Linked DNA regions of Mus musculus: all the other regions are linked to region 1. Evidence: chromatin contacts called from public ChIA-PET, HiChIP or PLAC-seq and promoter capture Hi-C data. All regions are on one chromosome and are shown on one strand. The core of a region is the stretch at or near the end of the contact, and the rest is flanking DNA. Distances in the headings are between cores, read along the strand shown.

Region 1 (5,173 bases), core at 2,449-4,948:
ACAAATCCTCATTGTTTAGAAATAAGCCGAGGAGGCCGGACGGCTCCCCCCAGTGAGGCAGAACGAGGCAAAGAGGATGGTGGGAGGGAGGGGGGAGGCAGGGGACGCGCGGATCCGGTGTCGCGTTGCAGATTCCCACTAAAGATAACGAAACGTGATCTATTTTTCAGAACAGCAAGTGGATGGGAAAGAACCTTGACAACACAAAACTCATTTACTAATGGACTGGTTTTGAGTTTCTCCTCCCTGGGTCCGCAAATCTCCCTTCCTGATCCCTAGGCCTATTCAGCCCTGGTAGGCAATGGCGTTCTGACCAGGGCAGGTGGGCGGCAGCTCCCGTACTGTCGCTTAGGATCTTAACCGGGTTCCCAAGGACCTTGGGGATGAGCGGCTTCTGTCAAAGCAGAGGGGAAAGATGAATAATGTTGCCTCCGCTCGGATCTGAGTCTACATACTGCCGCAGAAAGACGACACTAGTTTATTGAAGATACCCTTGACTTCCAATCTGAACGTAGGGTATGAGCCCCAAGTCTTTCTTGATGGTAAATGAACTCAAAGAAACCCGACTGGGAGCCTCAAGGCATCTTGCTTCAAGCCAGGAAAAAAAGCAAGTAGGTCCCAGATACAGGGTTTTGATCCAAGGCCTATGTCAGCCTATGTTTTCTCCCTGGCCTTTCGGTCCACTGCTTAAGTTTACCTGCCATTCATTACCTGCACGGCAAAGGCATCCAGTGCTGAAACCCGACTTCAAGAGCATCTCTCCAGCTTCAGCCTACTAAGCAGGAGTGGACTAGAGTTGTTGAGTTTCCTTTAACTTCCGGACGCATCTTTGCTTTTCATGCGATTTGCATTGACAGCAAAGGTTTTATATTACAGAACAACTCAAACCTTTCTGTGAGAGATTTAAAATGGAGCATTTGGTTTGTGTGGTTTGTAAATTCATGTCATTTTACCTCTTTTAGTGGTTTTCAGTGAAAGGTTCCATTTTGGGAAACCTTATATATCCAAGCCAATAATTATCATTTATAACAATTGGTTCCCTTAACCGAGGGATCCAAATAGCAGAGAGGCTCCTTGGTACAAAGCACATAGCACTTCTTTCTCCCTTTTAGTTAAGCGATCTATTGGAATAAATGGAATAAGGGGGAGGGGGCAGGGGAATACTGGTGTGTCCAACCCCTTCCCCACCCACCCCCCCTGAGGAAAAACATTTTCTCATTTACCTCATTGCTAGTTTTCATATCAGCCGCTCCACTCCTCTTCCCACGTGTCACCAGTGTCTGGTACAGTCCTGACTCCTTTTGAACGGAGATGAAACATAGGGGGCTCTGGAGGATGCCCTGAAATGGTGGTCATACTATTGCTCTTCCTTCCGTTATCCTCTGTAAATGTATACCCGTCCTTATCTGTGAGTTATACCTCCTGTCTCTACGAAGACAGTTAATTACAAATTATCTGCTGTACTCAACTGACGGCTTTGCCTTTTAAGAGATGTGGTTGTGCTTATAACCCTCTTCCCATTTTAATTGTGCACACTTGTTCCAGACTTTAGGGTACTGATTTTGAGAGCCCGTATAAGTCCCCATTCTGGTCCTCACACAGCTGCCATGTCAATAAGGACTGTTCCAAGCAGAGACATTCCTCTTGGCAGGACACTACAGTTCCCCAAGACTTCAACTGAAACGTCATGAGCACTAAAATAAGACAGCGAGGGAAAATTACCAGGCACACAGCCTTGGGCTCAGCAGTGCCAGGCTTCCAGTTTAGAAAGTAAGTCATCAGGCATACCATGTGGCAGGAGCTCTTTTGAAATGATAAATACCATTAAATGCATTTTATATATTTAAAAAAAAAACCCAAGCCTAAATGTAATGACATATCAGCATCTGCTTCCAAGGTTTAATTGCTCAGGGTAGACGGAGTTTCAAGGAAGCAGAAAGCCTTGTGTGGGAGCTCATCAGAGAAGAGGTTTTCTGGCTACTTACAATCTCTCCAGGGAAACAGCCCTGAGGTGGGAACCCTTTATGATGTTGAAAGGCATGTAGCAGGGTGCACTGAACTGGGTGCATTTTTTAAAAAAACATCTAAATAATACAAAGGGAATCCCTTCTCTCACTTGGATCTCAAAATGCAAAGAGTTCTTTGGCTGATGGAATCAAACCACGGCAAGGAGACAAGCTAGTTTGAAGAGCCCAGTGTTTGCTCCCTGCCACTCCCTAAGAGGGCACACCGGAATCAAAAGCATTTTTGAAGTGTACTTAAAATTCTGTTTTCAACTTATCTAATCAGAGATAAGTATAGTCATAAAGTCACTCTCCCTCCACCTTCCCTTATCTCCACCCATTGTTCTTATCTCTTGCTTGACTTAGCCACTGACAATAGATTATCTTTGTTTAGAGAGGCTAATTGTTTTTGAAATCTTTTTAATAATTGCTTTGGAACAAGGTGTGCAAATGAGGCTTAAGTTAATTACAGCTTCATTTGTCTGTGCAGTTTTACTAAGCATTCTCCCCACAGAAACAAAATAGCAGATGATGGAACTTAAATTGCAGGACACATCTCATTGGCTGGCAGTAAAATAGGCCAGCATTGCAAACACACACACACACACACACACACACACACACACACACACTTTATTTAATCTTCTTGGAGCCACTGTGGTTCTAGCTTAGAGGGCAGTGTCCCTCTCAGAGCAGGGCAAGGATTATGTTACAACCAGACAGTTATTGGAGCTGGGCGCAGTTTTATTTAATTTACACCCCATTCAGCGCCTTTTGCATGAGGTTCCCCAATTTTTTTTTTTTTTTTTGCTAATGGCAAGTAAAGCTTTTCAGCATCCATCGGTAGCAGGGGTTGCTTTGAAAAAACGCAACCGTACAACTGGGGAAACTGAGTCCAGAAGTCTATGGACAGCAAGATTCTAAATTGCAGATGAAGCCCTGGTGTCTCTATGCTACAGTGCCAGGGTCAACCCTTCTGATCCCTCTTCTAGAGGCACTTTGAGAATGAGGGGAATGTTGCCCAGATCAGAGTCCTTGAGACCTTTAGGAGGTGTTAGGAGTTAGGAAGAGAAAGGGTGTAGGAGTTGGGGGGTGGGGGTGGGGGTGGGGGTGGGGGGCTAGGTTTGTCTTCACCTCCAGGAACCAAACCTGGAAGAAGCCACTTTCAGAGTGCTTGCAGCACAGAACCCTAGTCTCCTTTTGTATTATTTATCTCATTCCATAAGCTATTCATCAATCCATTATTTATTCATCTTAACATTAAGGTAATTAAATATGAGCTCACCGGGAAAAGCCAAGACTGCAAGAGACAGGGCTAAGAATATGGAGAAGAGGGTCATTAGAACGTCTGCAGCCATTGATTTGTGCTGCGTGAGGCTCCCCTTAGGTGACACCAAAGAGGGCGCCGCTTCGCAAGGTCCTGACTTGGTCACCACCCTTTTCAGCACCCCAGTTCCCTCCTCCCGACCCCACCTCACTTCCCACCTCTCCGGGTCCTTCTCCTCCCACCACTTCTTATCCTAGGCAGCACTCGGTAGCTTCGCCCTCCCCACGCGGGGCGGCAGGGTGGCGCGGCTTTGCTGCCGGGCCGGGCGGCGCGCAGGCTGGCCAGCTTCGGATAGGCGCCGCTCGCAGCCAATCAGCGTGTCGGGGACGCTGCGCGCTTTAAGGCCGCTGCGGGGAGAACAGAAACCAAGTTCCCCGGCAACCAGCAGCATCCACCCGGCGGCAGGCGGGAGCCAGCGAGGCCCAGAAGGCTGTAGAGAACGCCAGCCACTCGGAGTCTAGCTCACCCCTACTTCTCTTCGTCTTCCTTGGCCTCCCACCCGCCGAGGTTCGACTGGTCTCTTCGCCCGCGCCAAGGCTAGGGAGGGGGTTAGGAGCAGCCGCGCCCCCCTCCCCGCGGCAGCCGCCCCCTGCTCTCCCAGCTCTGCTCACTGCCGCGTGCGCCCGGGCCCGTGCGCCCCGGCAGCGCCAGCCATGTCGATGCTGCCGTCGTTTGGTTTTACGCAAGAGCAAGTGGCGTGCGTGTGCGAAGTTCTGCAGCAAGGAGGGAACCTGGAACGCCTGGGCAGGTTCTTGTGGTCGTTGCCCGCCTGCGATCACCTGCACAAGAACGAGAGCGTGCTCAAGGCCAAGGCGGTGGTCGCCTTCCACCGCGGCAACTTCCGCGAGCTCTACAAGATACTGGAGAGCCACCAGTTCTCGCCTCACAATCACCCCAAACTGCAGCAGCTGTGGCTGAAAGCGCACTACGTGGAGGCCGAGAAACTTCGCGGCCGACCCCTGGGTGCCGTGGGCAAATATCGGGTGCGCCGAAAATTCCCGTTGCCGCGGACCATCTGGGACGGCGAGGAGACCAGCTACTGCTTTAAGGAGAAGTCTCGGGGCGTGCTGCGGGAGTGGTACGCGCACAACCCCTACCCCTCACCGAGGGAGAAACGGGAGCTGGCCGAGGCCACCGGCCTCACCACCACCCAGGTCAGCAACTGGTTTAAGAACCGGAGGCAAAGAGACCGGGCCGCCGAGGCCAAGGAAAGGTACGCGGCGTGCTTGCCCAGGCTCGGGTGACCCCGGGAAGTTTCACCCTTCGCTCCCTTCTGCCCCCCGCAGGCGTCGCCACCAGCTTCCTACCCGCCGCCACCCGGCAGAGGTCCGTGGGGCGGCACCCCGGCCTCGGCGACGCTGCTGTGAAGGTTCATGAACTCTTGAGGTTGCCTGTTAGGGACTGGGTCGCGTTTGCGTGGAGCACTCGCGCGTGGGTTTCTTTGGTGAGGGAAAGTGTGGGGAACGGTCGGCGTTGGGTTTGTTTCATGCCCTCCGGGCTGGCTCCGGCGAAGAGAAGGGATGGCCAGGGAGTTTGTAGATCAGAGGAAACGGGGGTATTGCTTGGTATCGCGAGGGAAGCTGTTCGGTACGGCGGAAGGTCTCGAACCTCCGCTCTTTCGCTCCGTCTTGAAGCTGGTCTGAGTCGAACGCTCGGCCCCCAGTACCTCCCGGCTCTCTGCTCATTCTCTCCGGCTAGTCTATGGAGGAGAGTTCTGCTTCATTTCGCGCTAGTTGGACAAAGGGAGGAGTCTTGTAAAAAGAAATACCCTGGAAAGGGGACACTGGGGGTGTCGCTGCTGGGTGTCCTATCAGAGGCCCCAAGCCGGGAGAAGACTGCCGCC
Region 2 (4,994 bases), core at 1,508-4,007, 670 kb before region 1:
AATGGATTAAGGTGGCTGTGATCCACTTTTAGGGCAGGGAGGGCTCCGCTAATCCTACCTTGGCAGAGTCAGCCAGGGGATTCTCTCTGTACTTAAAATCTGTATGCACAGCCATGTCAGGACTCCTAGCACCCAGTTTCCTAGAAGCTGAGCCCAAGTATCTGCTGAGCGTCACCTGTGGCTTTGGCTCTTTGAAGGCAGATTTGCCCTGGCCTGTGTAGTAGGAAACCCAATGTCCAGGAGACTGGTTGGGCTTCAGTTTCAAAGCCAAGCCCTTTGTCTGTCTGGTGTGCCTCTCTCTGGTCTCTGATTCAACTAACCACAAATGCCAGCCTTCAGCAAGGAATCATGAACACCTGAGGGAATAAAAGCAACTCAGAAATCCCTCGGTCCCCACGCCCTGTATTAGTTACAGGCACAGAGTTCAAGGAGCTGGTGCATGGCAATAATACAATTCCTGTCGTCACATGCCTCGGTTCCTGTCACCCACTGCCTGTGTCAGCTTTCTGCCCTGGCTCTCTGGCAACACATAGCCCCTGAGCGGGAGACACTTCTCAACATTCTCATTCTAGGTCGCTCCTGGGAGTTGAAACTGACACCCAACTAGATGAGGCAAGGCCTGGCTATGTAGCAGAGCTCCACTAAGATGGGACAAGTGACAAAATGATTCTATGACTGCAGGAAGACCACCTTCGGAGGTATCTGTTCAGGGCCACGCAGACAACTGTTGTGTCTCCAGCACACGACTGATTGGAACAAGGCTACGCTTCCTGAGTCTCTTTCCCAGAACATTCAAACTGAGATAAAGAATTTTAATCCAGTCTGAGCTGTGAGTTAGAACATGACTCCGAGAGCTGAAGCTGTCTCTGGCAGGAATACATGAAATTCTTTAGTGTAACAGAATGGTGCATGGATGGATGGATGGATGGATAGATGGACAGACAGATAGGTAAATGCAAGGTTAAGAATGAAGCAGGAAATATAGAGTGGAGCAGAAATAAGACCAGGGAGTGGGATTAGAAGACCTCACCAGGGTACCTTGTGTCAATTCCTAGCTTCGGGTACCACCATGCCTCTCATATTTGTGAATCTTTATCATTAGGTCCTTTCTTGTATAGCCTCAGGTAAGTTTTCTGTTACTTCCAGGAAAATTTTAAGTAAAATACATACAATTTTTTAAGGAGGGAGGAGCTTCCTGATTTAAAATCTAGGGCAAAATGCCTACAGCAACAGTGATTGTGGGATCATAGACAGAAGCAAGGGGCCGCAGAGTGCCAGGCCCTTTCAACAGAATCCTAACAAACAGAACTTATTAGGAGACGATAAAGAAGACATTGTGCCCAGTACCAAGTCCTTGGTATCTCTGTGATAATGCCTGAGCTGTGGACCCAAAATTCTCAATAGGTACAGGCAGCTTCTGCTGAACTTTATTCAAATTTTCTCTCTCTTCCTTTCTCTTTTTCCCTCCATCTCTTCCCTTCCCTTCTTTCAACTCACCTTGCAAAATGGAGGTGTCAAAATGACTAAATTCGAGTACTAACTCTGTTAAGCCAAGAGCTTTGACCAGTATTTGGCCTACAGAAAGTGCTCAAAACGTGATACCAACTATCACTATTATCACCCCTTTTGCATAATTCTCCACTACAGCTTCAGCCAACATGGCCCCAGGACTAGAACTGCAGCCCATCCAACAGTAACCCATTATATACAACACACAAGGGCCGGCAGACACACACACACACACACACACACACACACACACACACACACACAGGACACGGGGAGGAGGACAAGGAGAGAGACACACACACACACTGACACACACATATACACATGCATACATAGGGAGAGACAGACAGACGTAGACAGATAGACACACATATATGTACAGACACACAGACAGACAGCCCTGATACATAGCCAGTTTAAAGGCAACCCAAAGTCTAGCAGGTCCAAGGAAATGAGAGTCCCCCTAGCTCCACACCCAGCTGTTGAGCAGAAGCATTTCCTAATGCCACATGGCAATGACCTTGACCAGGTAAGGACTTTTCATTCTAGGAAGTATTTTTTAAGAGTCACAAAATTGTGTTGATAACCAAAATTATACCAAGCCAGCCCTCAGTTCCAGTCAGCTTCCCAGTTCTCTAGCACTGAATAAAGAGTCTGATTCTCAGCCTTCTGGATTTTTAAACATTATTCTCGCAAAACAAACGGGCTGCCTGGCAGACTGCAACACGCCAGCGTGGTAGTCCCTTTCCCTCTGTAGCACTTACTCACCCTTACAGCCACACTAAGAAGGAGTCTTCTTTGTTTAAAACTAGACTACATCATCATTTTGATTTACAAATAATGTTTCATTGGCAGACATGTTGTTTTGGGAATGAAACGTTTTGAATAAGAAACAGTCACGGCACATTGGCCACAGCGAAGATGGAGAAAAACAAAATCAAAGAACAGCAATTACATTTACGGTTATGAATAATTTAGATAGTGACTCGAGGCGCTGTTGAACTGGAAGGCCTATCTACGCTCATCAGACTCCAAGAGCTGCAGGGAAGTGTTTCTGTGTGAATAACGAGCCCCATATTGAAAGCTGCAGAGTGCTATTAAGAGCCTCTGGAAACAGACAGCACAGCGCTGAACGGTCTCCTAGGCCTCGCTGTTTCGTTACTTTTCGCTGACCACGTTGTCAGCTGGGTTAACAGACAGAGAGTTCGCATCAACAGGAAGCAGTTACTGACGTCAAAGAGGTCATGGTGGAAAGCACCCTTGTGAGGAAATTTGATTGCACCATGCCTGAACTGGAAACCACTTGAATTTAACCACATTAAGAACGATTGCAAAGGCTTCACAGCAGAAACAGTGAAATGGAGTCTAATGGTTTTGTTTTTCATCATTCTGCACACCACATAAGATGTTCATTCAAACACCTAGCAACCCTTGGGTCAAGCCTGGGGTCAAGGCATACCTTGTGTGGACAGACTCATCGTGGGTAAGGTTCTTAGGTCTCCAACGTTGCAAGCAAAGGTTTGGGAACTTGGACTCTGAACCTGGAGGAATTCACAACCCCCAAGGCAAGTGTGTCCTGGCGGCCAGAACTTGTAACAGCCTTGTCTTACAATGAACCCTGACCAGCCTATGTACCAGACAAGGGAAACAACTTGACAGGATCTAAGATCACCTAGATGACAAATTTGTGAGCAAATTTCTAGAATAAGTTAATTGGCATGGAAAGACCCTACAACATGGGTGCTGCCATCCTGTGGGCTGGGGTTCCCCAGCTGTATAAAAAGGGAGGGAGCAAGCTGAGTCCTAGTGTTCAACTCTGTCTCCTGATTATGGTTGTGACCTAACCAGCTGCTTCTAGTTCCAAAACAAACCCTTCCGTAAGTCACCTTCATCAGGTTGTTCATCACAGCAAGTGAGGGAGACAATAATGTCCCTCAGGTGAGGAAGGAAAGTTGGTAGAAATATACTAGAAAAGCTGTTCTGGGAGAGGACACTGTTAATTCTGTAGTAAAACTCCAGAGGGTGGTTGGAACAGAGAGATTGGCTCTGTAGTCGCTGCCAAAAACCCCCACCACTTTCTGCCCAATCCAAGACATACCTCCAAGTTCTTTGGTGACCCGACTCCCTACTAGTTGAGTCTCCTCTTGTGAATGCGCTTCTATGTCTCTTGTCTACCTGCTCGCCACCCATCTCTGCCCTCCTGCGGACCTCCCTTTGTAGCCCTCCTCTTCTCTGTCTCCACAGACAGGCAGCGAAGGATTTTGTATTCCAGCTTCTACCAGATCAAAAGGCCATGGAGCCCCACTCTCCTACCTGACCTGCTTTCTGGATTGCCCCCAGTGAAGGCCTTTACAGTCCATGCCAATCCACTCCTGGGATCACAGCCCTGGGCCAGGAGGTCAAAAGTCACTGGCTCAGCCTTCTCACCTACTCATCTGCCTCCTTCCTCTCCAGACAGCAACCTGAACCTGAGTGAATGTCTTAGGCTGTTCTCCAGTTGGAGGGCTTTTACTGACACCTTGGACGTCCACGGTTATGGCTAAACTCCTTAGCAAAGGTGTGAGACTGCTTCTTCAGCCTCTGCGTTTCCTCTCCTATCTCCTGCTGCATCTGGCCGTCTAGGTTTTCAGTGTCCCAGTGATTTGTTCTGTGCTCTGGCACTGCCGTCTTGTGTCTTAGACCATGGCCTCTCTCATAACCAAAGGCCTCCTTTTAGCCCCGCAGGTCAGGGTGGAGACAGCCCCTTCCTCTGCGAAGACTGTTCAAGCCCCTTCAAGATCATCTCCTGCCTTTTCCTACCACACTGCGATACCTTTAACTTCAGGTAGTTAAGATGTGGGCCCGCTATTTTCTTTTTGTATAGATTTTTAGTTCCTAGTCGTTAATTAGCCCCCATACACTAAACTGAAAACACAGAGCGAGCTCAAAAATATCATTCTGTCTTGAAGCAACATGTCTGTCCGGGCTGATGAGATCTGCTCTCACAGTCAGAGACCACTTGGTCTTGAAGATATGGTTTAACAATACCATGATTTGTTAAAAGGCAGGGTCTTATTGTGTAGACCTAGCTGGCTTTGAACGGACAGCACAAAGATCCACCTGCCTTTGCCTAAAGCCTGTATGCTCAGCCTCCATGTATGGCTGTTTTCAAGTGAGATGATGTTCCCATATATGGAAAACAAAAAGAAAAACTACAAGTTTTCTCAAAGCACACTCATGTTATCACTCGCAGATATTTCCATACCAGTTGGGAAATGCTTCCAAAGGTTTGATCATCCATTTCTGAAATCTAACCTTGTATACCCTGGACAAGAAAGTTGGGGTTCCGACTCACAGCGGGCCTCCCTGAGGCTTTCCAACAGTGGAGGCAGTGGCTTTCATAAAAAAAAAAAAAAAAAAAAAAAAAAAAAAAAAAAGCACCAGTTCGATGTTTTGTTGATAAAGTGAAAAGATGATCATTAAATATCAAAACAAGAGAAGCTATA
Region 3 (5,076 bases), core at 1,347-3,846, 920 kb before region 1:
TAATAACAGCAAAACAAAATGGTAAACACCTAAGCACCTTAGTTAATATAATTTATTACATCTCATTACAAATGGAAGAGGAAACAATAAAAATAATAAGTACAGTAAAAGAACACAAAAGACCTATGGTAGGTAGTGTGGAGACCAAAATGACTCCTAAAGAAAATCCAACTGGGCTGCAGTGGCATACGCCTTTAATCCCAGCTCTCAGCAGGCAGAGGCAGGGGAAACTCTGTGAGTTTGAGACCAGCCTAGAATACTCAGTTCTAGGACACTCTGGGCTTCACAGAAAGACCCTATCAGGAAAAAGGGAGGGGGGGGGGTAAGGAGGGAAAGTTACCCCAACCTCTTTAGTACAGTGAAAGACTTTAAAAACAGAAAAGACAAGACAACAGGCTGTGCAAGGTGATGGCACCTTTAATCCATCTCCATGGTACTTTCCAGGCCAGCCAGGACTGTATAGTAAAACCCTGTCTCAAATAAATAAATAAATAAATAAATAAATAAATAAATAAATAAATTTAAACTAAGTTTTAAAAGGAAACAGGAAGACATAATAGATTTAGATTCTTTTTAAAGATGGGGTCTCTATCTTCCAGCCCAAGCTGACCTCAAACTTGCAATTCTCCTGCCTCTTGATCGCTCTAATTAATAAGCCTCTGATACCACACTTGATAAAATTAACTTCCTCTAAGTGTCAATTTTCTTTCTTTTTATTTTTTTTGTTTTTGTTTTTTTCAAGACAAGGTTTCTGTATAGCCCTGGCTGTCCTGGAACTCACTCTGTAGACCAGGCTGGCCTCGAACTCAGAAATCCGCCTGCCTCTGCCTCCCAAGTGCTGGGATTAAAGGGGTGCGTCACCACGCCCGGCTATAAGCTTCAATTTTCTAATCTCTAAAACATGGAACACTTATACCAGCTTTTCAGAGCTCTAAGTTAAGTATATTAGATAATGAATCCATTACAGTTAGCTACATAAAATATCAGTTGTACAATAAATAATTTTTGTTGTTATTTGGGGTTTTGAGACAGTGTCTCCTGCAGAATTCTCTTTGTAGCTAGGATGGCCTTGTACTCCTGGCCTTGATTCTCCCCACATTCTGGGCATTCTCCCCACATTCTGGGCATTCTCCCCACATTCTGGGCTTAGAGGAGTGCTGCCCCAGAGCAGGTTAATTTCATCACCTGTAGTAATTTACACCTTAATTTGTAATAACTGACAATCTACATAATAGTCTAAATCAATAATATAAAAAGTTCTATTTTATTCAACAAAAGATCTATTAAGATTCCATTCAATCATTTACCCTTTTCAAGAATTTATATGGTATGGTAATTAATACAAACACCGTATTCAAACGTGGGCAAGGTGGTGAATGCCTGACCTTAGAAGGAAGAGTCAGGCAGATCTCAAGGCCAGTCTGGTATAACGGCAAGTTTCAGGCCAGCCAAAGCTACACACAATGAGGGCAAGTCTCAAAAACAAGTAAGGAATACCACATTAATCACATGGCTGTTCTCACTAAGTTCAGTCTAAGGGAGAAATCAAAGAGTAGTAATAACTCTGAACATTAATTTCACACGTCGAACCAGCTAATATATTGATTCATTTAATTCCCACACTATCATGATCTAGTTTACAGACAAAAAGGGTTGTCTCAGATCTGGGGGAGGGGGACTGGAGAGCTGTATTCAAATCCTGATGCCCAAGACCCATCATCTCCACTCTTCACCGTTATCCAAGACTGCGTCTCTAATTATGAAATATACTCTAGACGGTGAGATAAGCCCTTCGTGCTGGGGGTAGACAGAACTCGAGCCTCTCACTTAGTCCCGAAGGCCAAAAGAATTCCCTAAAGAACTGTCATTTGGGTTCAAAAATGACTGACGAAGTGGACAAGCAAAAGGAGATGGAAAATTCCCAGGCTAGGAAACGCCAGTGGAGTACCAAAAGCAACTCGAGCCAAGAGAGTGAGTGCAAGGTGTGGGCACTGGAGATGAGGCTGGGGACAGAGGTAAAGGCAGCTACTGGCTTGAATCTAGGCTTTATCCAACTAAAGGCGATACACAGAGATTCAAACCTGCACTTGCAACGTCAGTTGTTGCATGCTAAATGAATTCGTTCGTAGAGGACCCTGTGTCGGTGGGAATACTTTGTTTCTAACCGCGGATTCATTCGGCAATCAAGATTGGAGGAGGTTTGGCCTCGGATGGAGGCGGTGGAGATGCAGAGGGCCGAGCCAGCAGAGTGCAAGGGCGACCCACGGAAACCGCCAAGGCGGAGGTCGGGGATGCAGGCTGCGTTCCCCACAGGAGAGACAGGGTAGGAGGACGAGGCACACCCACCAGAAGATGGTCGCGAACTTCATGCTGCGCCAGAGCTCCGTGAAGTCCTCGAAGCGCACGCTGTCCATCTCTTGGAAGCGGCTGAGCAGCGTCTCGTAGTCAGTCTGCAGGCCCGGAGGGATCCCCACGCCTTCAACAGTTCCAGCGCCCGTGGGACGGGTCCCGGCGCCCGCAGGAGTCCCCATGCTCACTCTCTCCCGGACCCGGCTTCCCCAATGCCCAGAAGGCCCTGTAGCACCGCCCCAGTCACGTCACATCACGTACGCGCACTCCGTGACGTACTATCCGGGACCTCAAGCCCCGCCTTCATCCGGGTCTTACCTGGCGCCTGTGGCGCTTCTTGCGCGTGCGTAAATGCAAGGTGATTTTAGTCTAGGAAGCCGAACTTGGTGTGATACACGCCTTTAATTTCAGTGCTTGAGAGGCAGAGACAGGAGGATTTCTGTGATTTACAAGCCTGTCCGGTGTATGCAGCGAGTTTCAGGTCTACATAGAGAGACCCTCTAAATAAATAAATAAATAAGACCTTCAAATTAGATAAGTAGGTAGATAAAACAATAGTAGTGCCTGCTAACTATTAATCAATAGGACATGAAGACTCGATTTCTCTCTCTCTCTCTCTCTCTCTCTCTCTCTCTCTCTCTCTCTCTCTCTCTCTCTCTCTCTCCCTCCCTCCCTCCCTCCCTCCCTCCCTCCCTCTCTCTCTCTCTCTCTTTCTTTCTTTCTTCTTTTTTTTTTTTTTTCCGAGAAAGGGTTTTCTGTATATCCCTGGCTGTCCTGAAACTCATTCTGTAGATCAGGCTGGCCTAAAACTCAGAAATCCGCCTGCCTCTGCCTCAACTAACAGCCCCCAAAAGGATTTGAGGTCTTCATTGCCTCCTGACTTATGTAAACTACACTTAGCCTGCCAGTCTTCTTTAAAGTGACTCTACAGTAGCAACCACCCTAACCTCCCTCCACGTGGGAAGATGATCTAAAGAGAACTTGTTAGGGAAGGAACTCCCGTGGTTCTTCCTCATTGCCAAGATCCCCTACAGTCTATGCTTACTTGAGTGATTAATTTGTGGCTCTCCAAGTAATATGCAACCACTCTGGGCAGCAGTTGCTGTTTCCTACCGTTGTTGCCTCTGACAATCTAGCACACTGTCTGATATACTGTTTGGCTAAAGTAGCTCTCTAGAAATCCCACTTTTTAGCTTCTCCCAGGGGCTTGTTACGGGTTAGCATTCTGTATTTGAACTGTATTTCTGTTTTGAAGGCACACTAATCTTTAGAAAAGGTATTCTGGGATGTGCTTGTATGGATGCATTTATTTTATTGTTTGTAATGGTTTGTTTGTGTGTGTGTGTGTGTGTGTTTTCATGAACACACCTCCTGGCCCATGTGGAGGCCAGAAGTTGATGTCCAGTGTGTATACATATATTTTAGTTGTAGTGGGTTTTTTGGTTTGTTTTGGGTTTTTTTTTGTTTTTTTGAGACAGGGTTTCTCTGTATAGCCTTGGCTGTCCTGGAACTCACTTTGTAGACCAGGCTGGCCTCGAACTCAGAAATCCGCCTTCCTCTGCCTCCCAAGTGCAGAATTAAAGGCGTTTGCCACCACGCCCAGCTATAGTTGATTTTTAATTTTATGAAAATAGAATTGCAATCTACAACTCATATTCTTCAAAATATTTTTAAACATTCAAGATGTATCTGTGCTGCTATTTGCAGCCATAGTTCCTATTTTCACTGTTGAATTAACACTAATACTTTGTTGAATTAATACACAATTTGCCCACAGTTCCCTCTTGGAGTTTATATAAATTCCAGATTTTGCTATCATAAACAAAGCCACTACAATCACATCTCCACCTACTTTGTAAGGACAAAATACAGAAGACTTAATCAAATTTGAATTTTCATATCAACTTTAAAGCTTACTTCCTGTGACAAAAATCCTTAAGACAATTTACTTTAAAAAAAAGAAAAGAAAATGTTAGCTGGGTATGGTGGTGGTGCACACCTTTAATCCCAGCACTCAGGAGGCAGAGACAGGTGGATCTCTGTGAGTTCAAGGCCAACCTGGTCTACAATCTGAGTCCAGGACAGCCAGGGCTGGTTACATTGAGAAACCTTAGAGAGAGAGAGAGAGAGAGAGAGAGAGAGAGAGAGAGAGTTTATTTGGACTTCAGTTGATTGTTAGTTAACCCTATTGCCTTGGGAGGAACGCAAATGATGGAGCTCTTAGGGGTATGTGTGTGTTTGTGTGTGTGTGTGTGTGTGTGTGTGTGTGTGTGTGTGTGTGTGTGTGTTGGGGTTCAAGAATCACCTCCCAAACCATACAAACACTGATCTTAAGTAAGAATAGTTTATTGAACAGACATCTTCATACTGAATGTTTGGGACAACAAAAAGGACTCAGAAGCTTAACTGTAGTATTAGACTGCTCTCAGGATAGACTTTTTATAGGAAAAATCAGCTTCAGACATTTAAAGGGCAAGGAGGCGAGCAGTTGGCTTCCTAGGCAAAGCTCTTTGGTCCTGAGTACAGTAAGCAGGGTGGTGAACAGGGAAACTTCAGAGCATTGAGATAACAGAGCATGCATGTTATACTCTTAACTTTGGGTTTATTAGTAGCATTCTTCAGTGTCAGCCACAAAAACCACCACGAGCTCATACATAGGTGCAGGAAGGACTGCCAACTGCTCAGCTCTGACTCAAGATATTTTAGACATAACAGTTCAGATTGACC
Region 4 (4,726 bases), core at 1,488-3,987, 560 kb before region 1:
CTTAACAACTGCCCATCAAGGTTCTGGACCTCAGAAAAGCCAACCGCCCCAACTACACTTTCTTACACAAGACTCACACCTAGAAAGCATTTGTTCTGAATATCCCAGATGAGTTTCTTGGTGTTAAAGACAATTCTACCCATTCCAGCTTGATCAAGTTATAGACAAAACTCTTCTCTGTACACATATTTATGCTTCCACACAAATTTTTTTACATTTTTGCAGTGTGTCATGGGATGTTCTATAACAAAACATTACTCAAAATATTGCCTAGTGACCAAAAGCGAGATTTTTACTTCTCGCATTAAGTTTGACGTAAGGCAAGGGTAGGAAGAAACCTGTTATCCACCCTGCAGTCTCTACTCCGCCTGTTAGCTTAGCCCAAGAACAAATGAAACTCTTTTCCTAACAGTTTAATCCCTTCATTGTTTGAGAGGATCAACTGGTAAGTCTCCTCTGTCCTGTCCAATGTCATATTTGTTGGTCATTGTCCTCGTTTGGTTCTTCCTGCTGTGGTAAACCCCCTGACAAAAACAACTGAGGGAGGGACCGGTGTGTCCCATCTGATGCTTCCCTGTCAGTCGGTCACTGAGGGAAGTCAGTGCAGGAACTAAGGCAGGAGCCTAGAGGCAGAACTGGAGGAACACTTCACTGGCTTGCTTCCCTGCTTGTTCAACTTGTTTTTTATTCAACCCAGGACCACCTATCCATTTCATTCACAAACAAACCTATACTAAACAGACCTGCCAGCTGTCCCAGATGTATCTACAGCTAATCAGATGGTCCCACAGCAGGCTTTGTGGCCTGAAAGGAACAGGTCTGCTCTCCAGAAGCCTGGGCCCTCCCACACCAATCATTAATCAAGAAAATGTCCCCACAGACTTGTCCACAGACAATCTGATAGAGGCATTTTCTAAACTGAGGTCTCCTCCTTTCTAGATGTACCCGTGTCAAGTTTACCAGACCAACACAGGCTCCATTACCCCACAAACTTAGCCATAGAAAGACCTGCTCTCTTGCTTGGGTTACATTTGTTTGAGACTCGTTCATTTCTTAATTGAAGTTGCATTAAGCACCTTCTCTTGGCAGTTACTCTAGGCTCCAAGCCAGACCTTTGATTAATCAACCCCCAAACCAGGTCCTCGTGGCAAGTGCTTCACCTCAGTTATTGATAAATAGGAAATCCAGGCACAGAGCCTCCGGCCTGCAGTGCCATCAGCTGGGAGGCTGAGACAGGATGATAACAAGTTGTAGGCCAGTCTGCACATGAGAGAACCTACCAGAAAATAACAACCACCACCACCACAACAAAGGGTTGACTAGAATCCAGGCCACCTCGTGAAGGCAGCAAGTGTATATAAAGAGGATAAGAGGGAAATAAAAAACTCACTGAGAACAATGTCTGATCCCCAAAGAAACAGGGACAAAAAATCACCTTCTCCATAGCTAACGATCCCTGGCTGGGTTGAAGATGATACCACAGGCTTCAGTGCCTTATGTGCCGTTTATATTCACTGAGCGGGAAACATGAAGCCATCTTTCCAGATGCCAACTTTCAACGAACCAGTAAGGATTGCTCGTTATCAGTTCTCGTGTAAACCCTGGGGTTCAAGACACCACAGTGGTCCCAGAAGCCACTGGAAAATTCACACCGAGGGATGGAAAGAACTGTTGCATTTTCAACGGGGATGGTGACACCTCCGCCCTGTGGGTTCTGTGCACAGCCACCACAGTGACACAGACAAAGGGCAGAGTTCCTGTGGAAACACTTACAGTGCGATGCTTCTGATCAAGTCGGGTCTTTGAAAAAAAAAACACAAAGGCTAGTTCGCCCCAACAGTAGGGGGTAATGAAGCCCAGTGGAAAGACGGGTCTGGAGCCAGTAAGTCGGATTCCAACTAAGTCAAACATTGACTGCCCTTAGGCAGAGATAAAAAGAAAATCTCTCATTAACTGAGAGATAAAGCCCGAAGATAGGTGGGACACATTCTGGCATCTTCAGACCTCTAGAGCGGTGCTTACTGATCAACTCATCATCAAGGGTACCTCTCCCAGCCGTATCTAACGCTAGAAAATGACAAACCACAACCATCAACATCCTTATGAATAAGGAGAGTACCATATGATTCTTAAAATGTGATCCACCATCTTTCTCTGTGCACTGAATTAGTAGCTTATTGTAAGCAGGGCCTTCTCTTGCAAATCAGTTTGGCAGTGCAGTTCACAACAAATGGATACCTAGAACTCTCTCTGCCCATCCCATAAAGTACCAGAGCTGGACCACAGAGATAGGTATCAGGGTTTTTACAAGGATATTCCCACAAGGGTACCCACATGTCTCCCAACTATCACAGAGACTTCTGCCAACTCCAGGGAAGGAAAAGAACCCTTTCTCATGGCTCCCTTCAAGGTGTCCAATCCAACTGACATTCCTTCAGCACAGTCTGTGGGGCAGCGGTGTCAGGGGCTTAAACATCTGCCTTCATCAGGAAGCCAGTTTCCACCAACAGTCTGACCTAGGCACATTTACTTGCTGAAAGCACTCAGCTAGTATCTGCCTGGTGAAAAGAAAGACAGGAACAGGGGAAACTCCAGGTGACAAATTTAGATCCTCAAGATGAAGAGGAGAGAAGGCGTGCACATCACCTTCAGCATGGTTAACACCGACCTACCCTGGAGACTGACTCCGGGACCCACTTCCTACAAGACGTGCCCGCTGCATACTCAGAGGTACAACTCTCTAGTTCCCTACTGACACTTCTATCCTGAACTCAGTCATCTCTGATGACATCATGAGTGGTTCTGCCCTCCAACCACAGGACAACAACCTCCAAAGAGCACCTGATCTGTTCTCCTGTCATAGGAAAGCCTAAAGCACGTGTTGAGATGTGTGTGCTCAGGCCTGTTTGTGGGTGTTACACAGACAGGGACATTTCTTCTACAGACCCTCCTTCACTCCATCAGACATTATTACCCAAGTCCTCTCCCTCCTCCTCCAACAGTTACTAATGACGAAGCAACTGAAACATGAGCAGAAGGAGGAACAGGAAAAGCTCATCCATGTATGAACTTGGAAGCCAGGCAAGCACGAGGAGGAAGAGACATGGTCGGAGCCAGCCTGTGAGGATCTTCCCCAGCAGCCTGAGGAAGGGAACAGGATTCATTTAGAAGCCCTCCAGCAGAAAAGCTGTTAGTGTTGAGTCTTAGGAAGCTCCTTGGGGCGGCCCTGAGGATTCATCTGAGACAATAAGTCTATTTTGTGAAGAAAGCTCTACAGCTATCTCAATAATCCATACAGGTGATAAGAATACCAAAAGGGATGATGCTGATGGAAAGGGGAAAAATCACACAGCAAACCATTTGCAATCCAATTCATCAGAATCCGACAATAAATGAACTTGGGGGCAGACGGAAGGAAACAGACACAATGGTACCCGGCTGACCGGAATGATGGTGAGCTCTGACAGGAAATGGGCAGAGGAGCAGGGTGATCATGAGATGTAAGTGAGTGTTTAATTGTGAACTTGTTGGCTTGGAGATGTGTAGAGGATGCCCAAGTGGTCGTGTGCAGAAGCACATTAGACCCTCAAGTGGTCCGCTCTTGCACGTGCCTCAGGTGGAAAAGGTGTGTGCCATAGTTTTCCCCTCTTCCTAATCCTGCTGTGGGAGGGGGAAGGCCAAAGGAGACAGAGTAGAAAGCCCTTTGCCCTCTTTGAATCTGCCTATTGCTTGAAGCAGAGGTCACAGTCAGCAGGAAAGATGGGACGTGGGGCTTTTGAGCCCCTGGCACAAGAACAATACAGTGAAGAGTATACAAGAAGGTAACGCCATCTGGAGTGTGATGTCTGATGCATGGTGGAAGAGGTACAAAAGAAATAAAGAGAAAAACATCCCTCAGTAAGCACTGAAGAAACACAGAACCCAAAGAGCCCAAAAGAGAAAGAAGTAGCCACCCAGATCAGTAACAAGCAACCTATGGGACACCATGGGTGCCCCTGGGTTCAGCTGGAGCCAAGACCTTGTGCCTCGGCTTCAGGAAGGCTGAGTCCTGTGGGAATGGACTGGAGAGAAGGCTCCTTAAAAGTAGTTTCTCTTTGGGAAAAAGGTGGAGAGACACCGTTGCCTACATCAGAAAGACAACAAGCCAGGTCTAGACAGGGCTGGGTCGCCTGGTCAGCTAAAGCCAGGGAGGCTACTTGGGAGGCCTGGGGATGTTTCAGATGACGGAAGAGGGAAGGCTCAGTCCAGAAAGAGGAGAGATCTCACAAAGCAGCATGGAGGAAGGTGGCCCACCCCAGGACTGGCAGCATCTGAAATCAGGGCCACAGCAGAGGACAGTCTGCAGGTCTGTGAAGGTGCTCACTCTGCGGACACCAGACTTCTCAGAACACTGGAGAATGTATTTGAGAGCTAGGGAACTAACACATTTCCCCCTATGTTGACTCTAGCTGTAACCTAGGACCTTCCTGAACGGCGGCCTGCCTAGGCAAGAGAAAGGTCAGGACGTGAAAAGTCCTGCCTAAGCCTGAGGAGAGCTCACTGGTAGGCAAGGAGCTTGAAATTGGGGAAGACTGAAGTGATTATCAGTTCCCTGGGATGGTTTCTTCCTTTCAACATGATCTCCACTGACATAGAGCTCTTCAAAACTATGTCGGAGGGCTACTGGTTACAATTCTCAGTGGGTAAGGACACCTGCCACCAGGCCTAACAACCTGGATTCAATACC
Region 5 (5,109 bases), core at 1,773-4,272, 540 kb before region 1:
AGTATTCTTAACAAGAAAACATTCTAGTCATACTATCCTCGGTTTCAAAACACAGCCACACACACACACACACACACACACACACACACTGACAGACATACATACCATCTAAATGAATATACAAATTCATGAGGAATCACCGGCATCATTTAAATGCTGGTCCTATTCTACCATTAAATTTCCCAAAATGCCCCTAGTGGGCCCCATTAACATCTAGGCAGAATGTTAAGCAATATAGATCTTTGAACTTTAGTTCCCATTTAAATCTTCATTCATCTCCTGCAACAATAAACAGCTCCATGCCCTGCCTAGCTAACCCTACTCATAGCTCTCTTTTATCATAGCCTCACGTCTAGGTCTTCCTTTATGCTCATGTTCTCAAACCTAACTTTTTTCTGTCAGCTAGGAAGTCTCTAAGTACTGATGCTGGAGGCCCACGCCCAGAGGCTCCTCTCTAGTTTATTTAAAAGTAGAGGTGTTTAAAAGCTCCCACGGAATTCAAATCTTCAAGCTAATCTAGACTGTCTCCAGCAGGACATGTTTATCATGGCTGATGACCATCCTGTACCACCACACTCCAGTACCTAATTCCTCTAGAGATTTGCCCAGCCTAACTCCTAACCAAACACTAACTCAGAATTCACTTGCTCAGTTCAATTCCATGTCTGGAAATTCACAGACAGACATGTAAACTTATTCAGGGAAACTGAGGTAAAAGGTTTGTCCCAAGATCAAGTCAGCCTGGGCTACTGTGTGAGACTCTGTCTCAAACCAACAACAAAGTTAACTTTTAACTTTATTTAATCAGTTTCCATCTAGCCCATTACTAAATTCCAAAGAAGGAGAAGAAGAAGAAGAAGAAGAAGAAGAAGAAGAAGAAGAAGAAGAAGAAGAAGAAGAAGAAAGAAGAAGAAGAGGAGGAGGAGGAGGAGGAGGAGGAGGAGGAGGAGGAGGAGGAGGAGAAGAAGAAGAAGAAGAAGAAGAAGAAGAAGAAGAAGAAGAAGAAGAAGAAGAAGAAGAAGAAGAAGAAGAAGAAGAAGAAGAAGAAGAAGAAAGGCCAAGGTGAAATTAACCCCATAATTTGAGTCATGGGTTTGGTTTTTTTTTTTTAATTTCTATTTAAAAGGTGAATTTTTACAAGCCTTCTGTACTATTTCAGAATATATGGTGAAATTAACAACACTTCAAAGTATAAAATACATATATCCATGAATCTTTGTCACTGTCCATCTGGTTCTGCCACTTGTGAATTTCAAACAGATTCTGAATAGCGATTCACCTCGGGTTCCAAGCCCACTCCTGCCAGAACTGAGACCATTATTAAACTCTAGAGTCTTTACCACACACTACACTTTGCCAGACCACTTCGTTGTAATTATCATTTCAGTGTCTCAGAGTGAGCACAATAACCCCGGCATCACAAAGACAGCGTGAGGATTAAGACATATGGGCGTTCTGGCGCTGTGTGAGGCACTCGAGAAATTTACAGTAAAAATTCTATCTCCAGGGAACTATGGGAATGGCAGCAGCATATAAGAAGTTGCGGGCAGCTAAAGGTCAACGCAGAGGGAGGAGACCCAAACCTAAGGTGTCTTGGCCACCTCTTCTCAGAGGAATAGTTTGGAAGCACCCATACACCCAGGCTGACTGAACTTAAGAGCAAACAGAGAAGTTTTAAACCTCTCACCCCACCACTCCCGCCTCCACCCTCGCCCCCAATCCCCAAGGGAAAAGCTAAACAAAACTCTGCCAGGGTGCAAAGCCATGCACTCACTCTGATCCCTGCCAGTGTAGCTTTTGTACCTCTGGGATGTAATGGATGTGCATGCTGAAACACGTGTGCACGTCTGTGTGGCTGAACCAACATGCATCCATAAACACTATGAATAATACTCGCGAGAATGTATGGCTTTCTCCTAAGAAGTGTTTGAAGCACTTGATTCAAACCATATCCCTTTCATATCGCCCTTTCTCTGCTTTTCTTTATATGAGAGTTGTGATTCCCAAACCCCCTACCCCGGGAGGAGGGGGATGGAACTCTGTATCACTATTGGGCTTCCCCTAAGTGCAAAGTCCAGGTCCACAAAGAGGACGGATTCCCAGAGTCCCACCTGCGCCCGCATACACCCACGGCTGTCGCGTCAACAGTGCAGGCCACCTGGGAAAGGACCGAAGTCTAGAGGGAATTCCTTCCCCTGCAGGGCGATGAGGGAGCGGGACTCTGACGAGTTTCGAAAATTAAAAGGAGGGAAGGTCCAGCAGACATGGAGGAGTGAGGCGATCGCTACTTACCCAGCCCTCGAAGGTGTCCGAGGTACCAGCCGTGCGCAACAGCTCCTGGAACTGCAGCGTGCAGTTGGCCACAAAGTGGTCATAACCCAGGGGCGTCTCGTGGAAGACGGCTAGCTCCAGGTGGCCGCCGTCGGTGACATTGGCGCAGAACTCCTCGTTGTAGGTGGGTTTGTTGGTCTTCTGCTTTGTGCTGGTCTGGCCCACGCGTACCTGGTCTACGCTCACCGTCAGGTAGGGGTCCAGCAGCTGGTGGCCCTTTTTGAAGAGCGAGTGCCGCAGGGACCAGCGGGTGGGCTGCAGCCCTACAGCCTCTCCGATGCGGACCCTCAGATAGCCATTGAACTTCATCGTGCCGGACGACATGCCGGCGCTGCTGCCGGAGCCCCGAGGGGGCCGCGCTGGCTGGCACTGGGGAACCCGGAGCCCGGGCTCAGGGCAGTCCTCTCCGCTGCCACGGGCGTGGAGGCAGCTCTGGGAAGAAGCAGCGCCCGAGCCCCCTGCGACCGGCCATTCCGCCTCCTCGGAGGGATCTTCCCCTCCCCTCCTTCCCTCCCGCCCTTTCTCCTGAGGTGGAAAGGAGGGGAGCCGGGCTCCGAGCCCTCGGCGGGCTGCTGGGCTCCCGATCGTCCTTCTGGAGCGCGCGGGGCTCGCCCCTTCTCCGGGGCCGGCCAGATAGTCTCCCCGGAGAGCAGGAGCGACCCGTCCGGCTAGCTCCAGCTTTGGCGTCTCTGCCCCCGCCTCCGCCCGTTCCTCCTGCCCCCGCCTCCGCGGGCTCACGCTCTCCCCCACTCGGTGAGCTGAGAACCAGGAAGCAGCAGCAGCAGCAGCAACCGCAGCCGCATCCCGGCCAGAGCCGCGCGCCGCCGGGCTCCAAGTTCTCAGAAGCCCGGTGCGGGCTGCCACGCCTTCCGGACCCCGGGGGCGTGGCGCACCGCGGGCAGCACCGCCTTGAGGGGTGGGTGCCGGGGTTACGCGGTGAAGGGGGCCCGCACTCCCCACTCACCCCAGGGGCGGTTCCCGCCCTGAGTGCTCGCGGATCCCTGCTCCCGGTGGCCGGGTTGGCGGTGCGTTTCGGGCTGGAGGCTGCCCTAAGGGGCTGGACAAAAAGAAAGGATTCCAGGCCCACCGCCAGCAAACACCTGAGGCGTGGGAGACAGCCGGGGAGAGAATTGGCAGGACGGGTGGATGCGGAAAATCAGCAGCAGGGAGTTCCTACCTCCCACCCTAAGTAGTGGCCTGGAGACCCTGCCGGAGGGTGACAGAGCCCTAGCCAGAGGCGGGTGTTCTGTGGGGAAGGGGAGGTCCCTTTCCTAATCTTTACCGGAATGGGTCATCCCAGGTTCAGCTTAGACTCATCCTGTTTATGTGCCTTTTCGGCAGAGAGTAATTAGTTGTTTTGTTTGCGTATTTTTTTAATAGGGCAATGGTAATGATGGAAATCCTGTACTCCTTCCTGGGAGAGGTGTGTCACTGCACAAAGAGCAGGAAAGATTGGTTCTGCTGGAGACTGACAAGGCCAAGATGTAATAAGTCCCTTCCTCCGCAAGAGGCGGTTTGCTGGTCCACCTAGTCCTGCATTATAAGGGCAGCAAAGTGTTCACATGCGCCACCCTGACACACAGTGGCTTTCAGCTGCCTCTTCTAGGAACAAACACTCTAGGTTGTTATTGTCAGAGTGGGCAGACCCTAAGTTTACCCATCTCGTGACTTCTACAGGTTTTGTCTCCTAGGAACACCTTTTGGTCTAATCCATTCTACCATAAAGCTTGCTCCCTGAGGGCCAGCCGCAACCAATATGTCTCCTATAAAGTCCAGGCCATTCTTAAGACGCTTAAGGACGCTCACCATACTCGTTCTTACTGAACAGGCTGGTTGGTCGTCTGTCCCCTTTCTAGCACATGGTTTGGCTTGCTGAGAAGGTTCTGGGCAGTTTCTCATTAGGGAGTTGAGACCTCACCAGTAACAGCTTCACACTATAGGATGAGATGGAGAACAATGGGCTGGCCGGATGGGCCTCTCTTGGAAATACCAAGGCTTCCTGAAAGAGTGGGGCAAGGAAGTAGAGGGTCACTTCAGTTCAGGCAGAGCTCTCCAAAGTGTGCTAGCAACCCGTTTGTAGAGGTAGAGTCGGCTGGGTGAAAGCAACTCTGACTTCTTCCCTAAAGAGCTGGACCTGGCTCCTCCAGAGAGCTGCCGGTTCGCCTTAAGAACCACGAGGGCTCCAAACTTTGTCTCTGCAACTCCTTCCGTGGATATTTTATTCCCTATTCTAGGGAGGAATGAAGTATCCACGCGTTGGTCTTCCTTCTTGATTTTCTTGTGTTTTGGAAGTTGTATCTTGGGTATTCTAGGTTTCTGAGCTAATATCCACTTATCAGTGAGTGCATATCAAGTGACTTCTTTTGTGATTGGGTTACCTCACTCAGGATGATATCCTCCAGATACATCCATTTGCCCAAGAATTTCATAAATTCATTGTTTTTAATAGCTGAGTAGTACTCCATTGTGTAAATGTACCACATTTTCTGTATCCATTCCTCTGTTGAGGGACATCTGGGTTCTTTCCAGATTCTGGCTATTATAAATAAGGCTGCTAAGAACATAGTAGAGAATGTGTCCTTAACATGTTGGAGCATCTTCTGGGTATATGCCCAGGAGAGGTATTGCTGAGACAAAAGAATGGACCATCCAGAGACTGCCCCACCCAGGGGTCCATCCCATAATCAGCCACCAAACGCAGACACTATTCTATACACCAGCAAGATTTTGCTGAAAGGACCCTGATATGGCTGTCTCCTGTGAGGCTTTGCCAGTGCC

The links. Promoter capture Hi-C pulls out the DNA fragments that hold promoters and counts their contacts. ChIA-PET counts read pairs in DNA pulled down with a chosen protein or histone mark. HiChIP or PLAC-seq counts read pairs in DNA pulled down with a chosen protein or histone mark.
Region 2: an RNA polymerase II ChIA-PET map of memory CD8 T cells shows a contact between it and region 1, with 8 read pairs. The contact joins the enhancer-like site here to the promoter of Six1 in region 1. A contact is called at or near these places in 5 of 115 datasets of contacts at active chromatin or transcription factors (embryonic forebrain, kidney, large pre-B cells and 2 more) and 2 of 9 other capture datasets (adipose tissue and liver).
Region 3: a promoter capture Hi-C map of pre-B cells shows a contact between it and region 1. The contact joins the promoter of Snapc1 here to the promoter of Six1 in region 1. A contact is called at or near these places in 7 of 39 promoter capture datasets (the HPC-7 cell line, hippocampal neurons, liver and 3 more), 3 of 115 datasets of contacts at active chromatin or transcription factors (bone marrow-derived macrophages, embryonic stem cells and stem cell-derived neural progenitor cells) and 3 of 9 other capture datasets (adipose tissue, embryonic tail and liver).
Region 4: an H3K27ac HiChIP or PLAC-seq map of thymic regulatory T cells shows a contact between it and region 1, with 4 times the contacts expected there. The contact joins the enhancer-like site here to the promoter of Six1 in region 1. A contact is called at or near these places in 1 of 484 Hi-C or Micro-C datasets (embryonic stem cells), 6 of 115 datasets of contacts at active chromatin or transcription factors (the SCID.adh cell line, differentiating embryonic stem cells, memory CD8 T cells and 3 more) and 2 of 9 other capture datasets (adipose tissue and embryonic stem cells).
Region 5: a promoter capture Hi-C map of embryonic stem cells shows a contact between it and region 1, with 30 read pairs. The contact joins the promoter of Prkch here to the promoter of Six1 in region 1. A contact is called at or near these places in 7 of 39 promoter capture datasets (the HPC-7 cell line, cranial neural crest, embryonic stem cells and 3 more), 4 of 484 Hi-C or Micro-C datasets (all in embryonic stem cells), 10 of 115 datasets of contacts at active chromatin or transcription factors (bone marrow-derived macrophages, craniofacial prominence, embryonic basal ganglia and 5 more) and 2 of 9 other capture datasets (adipose tissue and embryonic stem cells).

What each region holds. Positions count from the first base shown.
Region 1 is chr12:73,045,237-73,050,409 of GRCm38.p6, reverse strand. It overlaps Six1 (sine oculis-related homeobox 1), which reads left to right and starts at 3,698. Exons shown (of 2, transcript NM_009189.3): 1 at 3,698-4,543. The coding sequence starts at 3,984. It overlaps Gm51264 (predicted gene, 51264), which reads right to left and starts at 4,525; the gene lies at 4,462-4,525.
Region 2 is chr12:73,713,809-73,718,802 of GRCm38.p6, reverse strand. The region is part of intron 9 of Prkch (protein kinase C, eta); the gene reads right to left. Among named protein-coding and RNA genes, the nearest start is that of Gm34189, 66 kb to the left of the region's middle. Within about 2 kb of position 2,757, at least 86 of the 459 cell types and tissues checked have an H3K27ac peak or open chromatin away from gene starts, as enhancers often do. A contact at or near this core is called in memory CD8 T cells and thymic regulatory T cells, where this site is marked.
Region 3 is chr12:73,962,017-73,967,092 of GRCm38.p6, reverse strand. It overlaps Snapc1 (small nuclear RNA activating complex, polypeptide 1), which reads right to left and starts at 2,596. Exons shown (of 10, transcript NM_178392.5): 1 at 2,347-2,596. The coding sequence starts at 2,531.
Region 4 is chr12:73,601,907-73,606,632 of GRCm38.p6, reverse strand. The region is part of intron 1 of Prkch (protein kinase C, eta); the gene reads right to left. Among named protein-coding and RNA genes, the nearest start is that of Prkch, 19 kb to the right of the region's middle. Within about 2 kb of position 2,737, at least 58 of the 459 cell types and tissues checked have an H3K27ac peak or open chromatin away from gene starts, as enhancers often do. A contact at or near this core is called in the SCID.adh cell line, memory CD8 T cells, regulatory T cell precursor and 1 more, where this site is marked.
Region 5 is chr12:73,582,709-73,587,817 of GRCm38.p6, reverse strand. It overlaps Prkch (protein kinase C, eta), which reads right to left and starts at 3,022. Exons shown (of 14, transcript NM_008856.4): 1 at 2,293-3,022. The coding sequence starts at 2,655. LOC115488016 (collagen alpha-1(I) chain-like) reads right to left here and starts at 4,140. Exons shown (of 3, transcript XM_030247047.1): 1 at 4,051-4,140; 2 at 3,509-3,607; 3 at 2,683-3,388. The coding sequence starts at 4,140. The coding sequence ends at 2,723.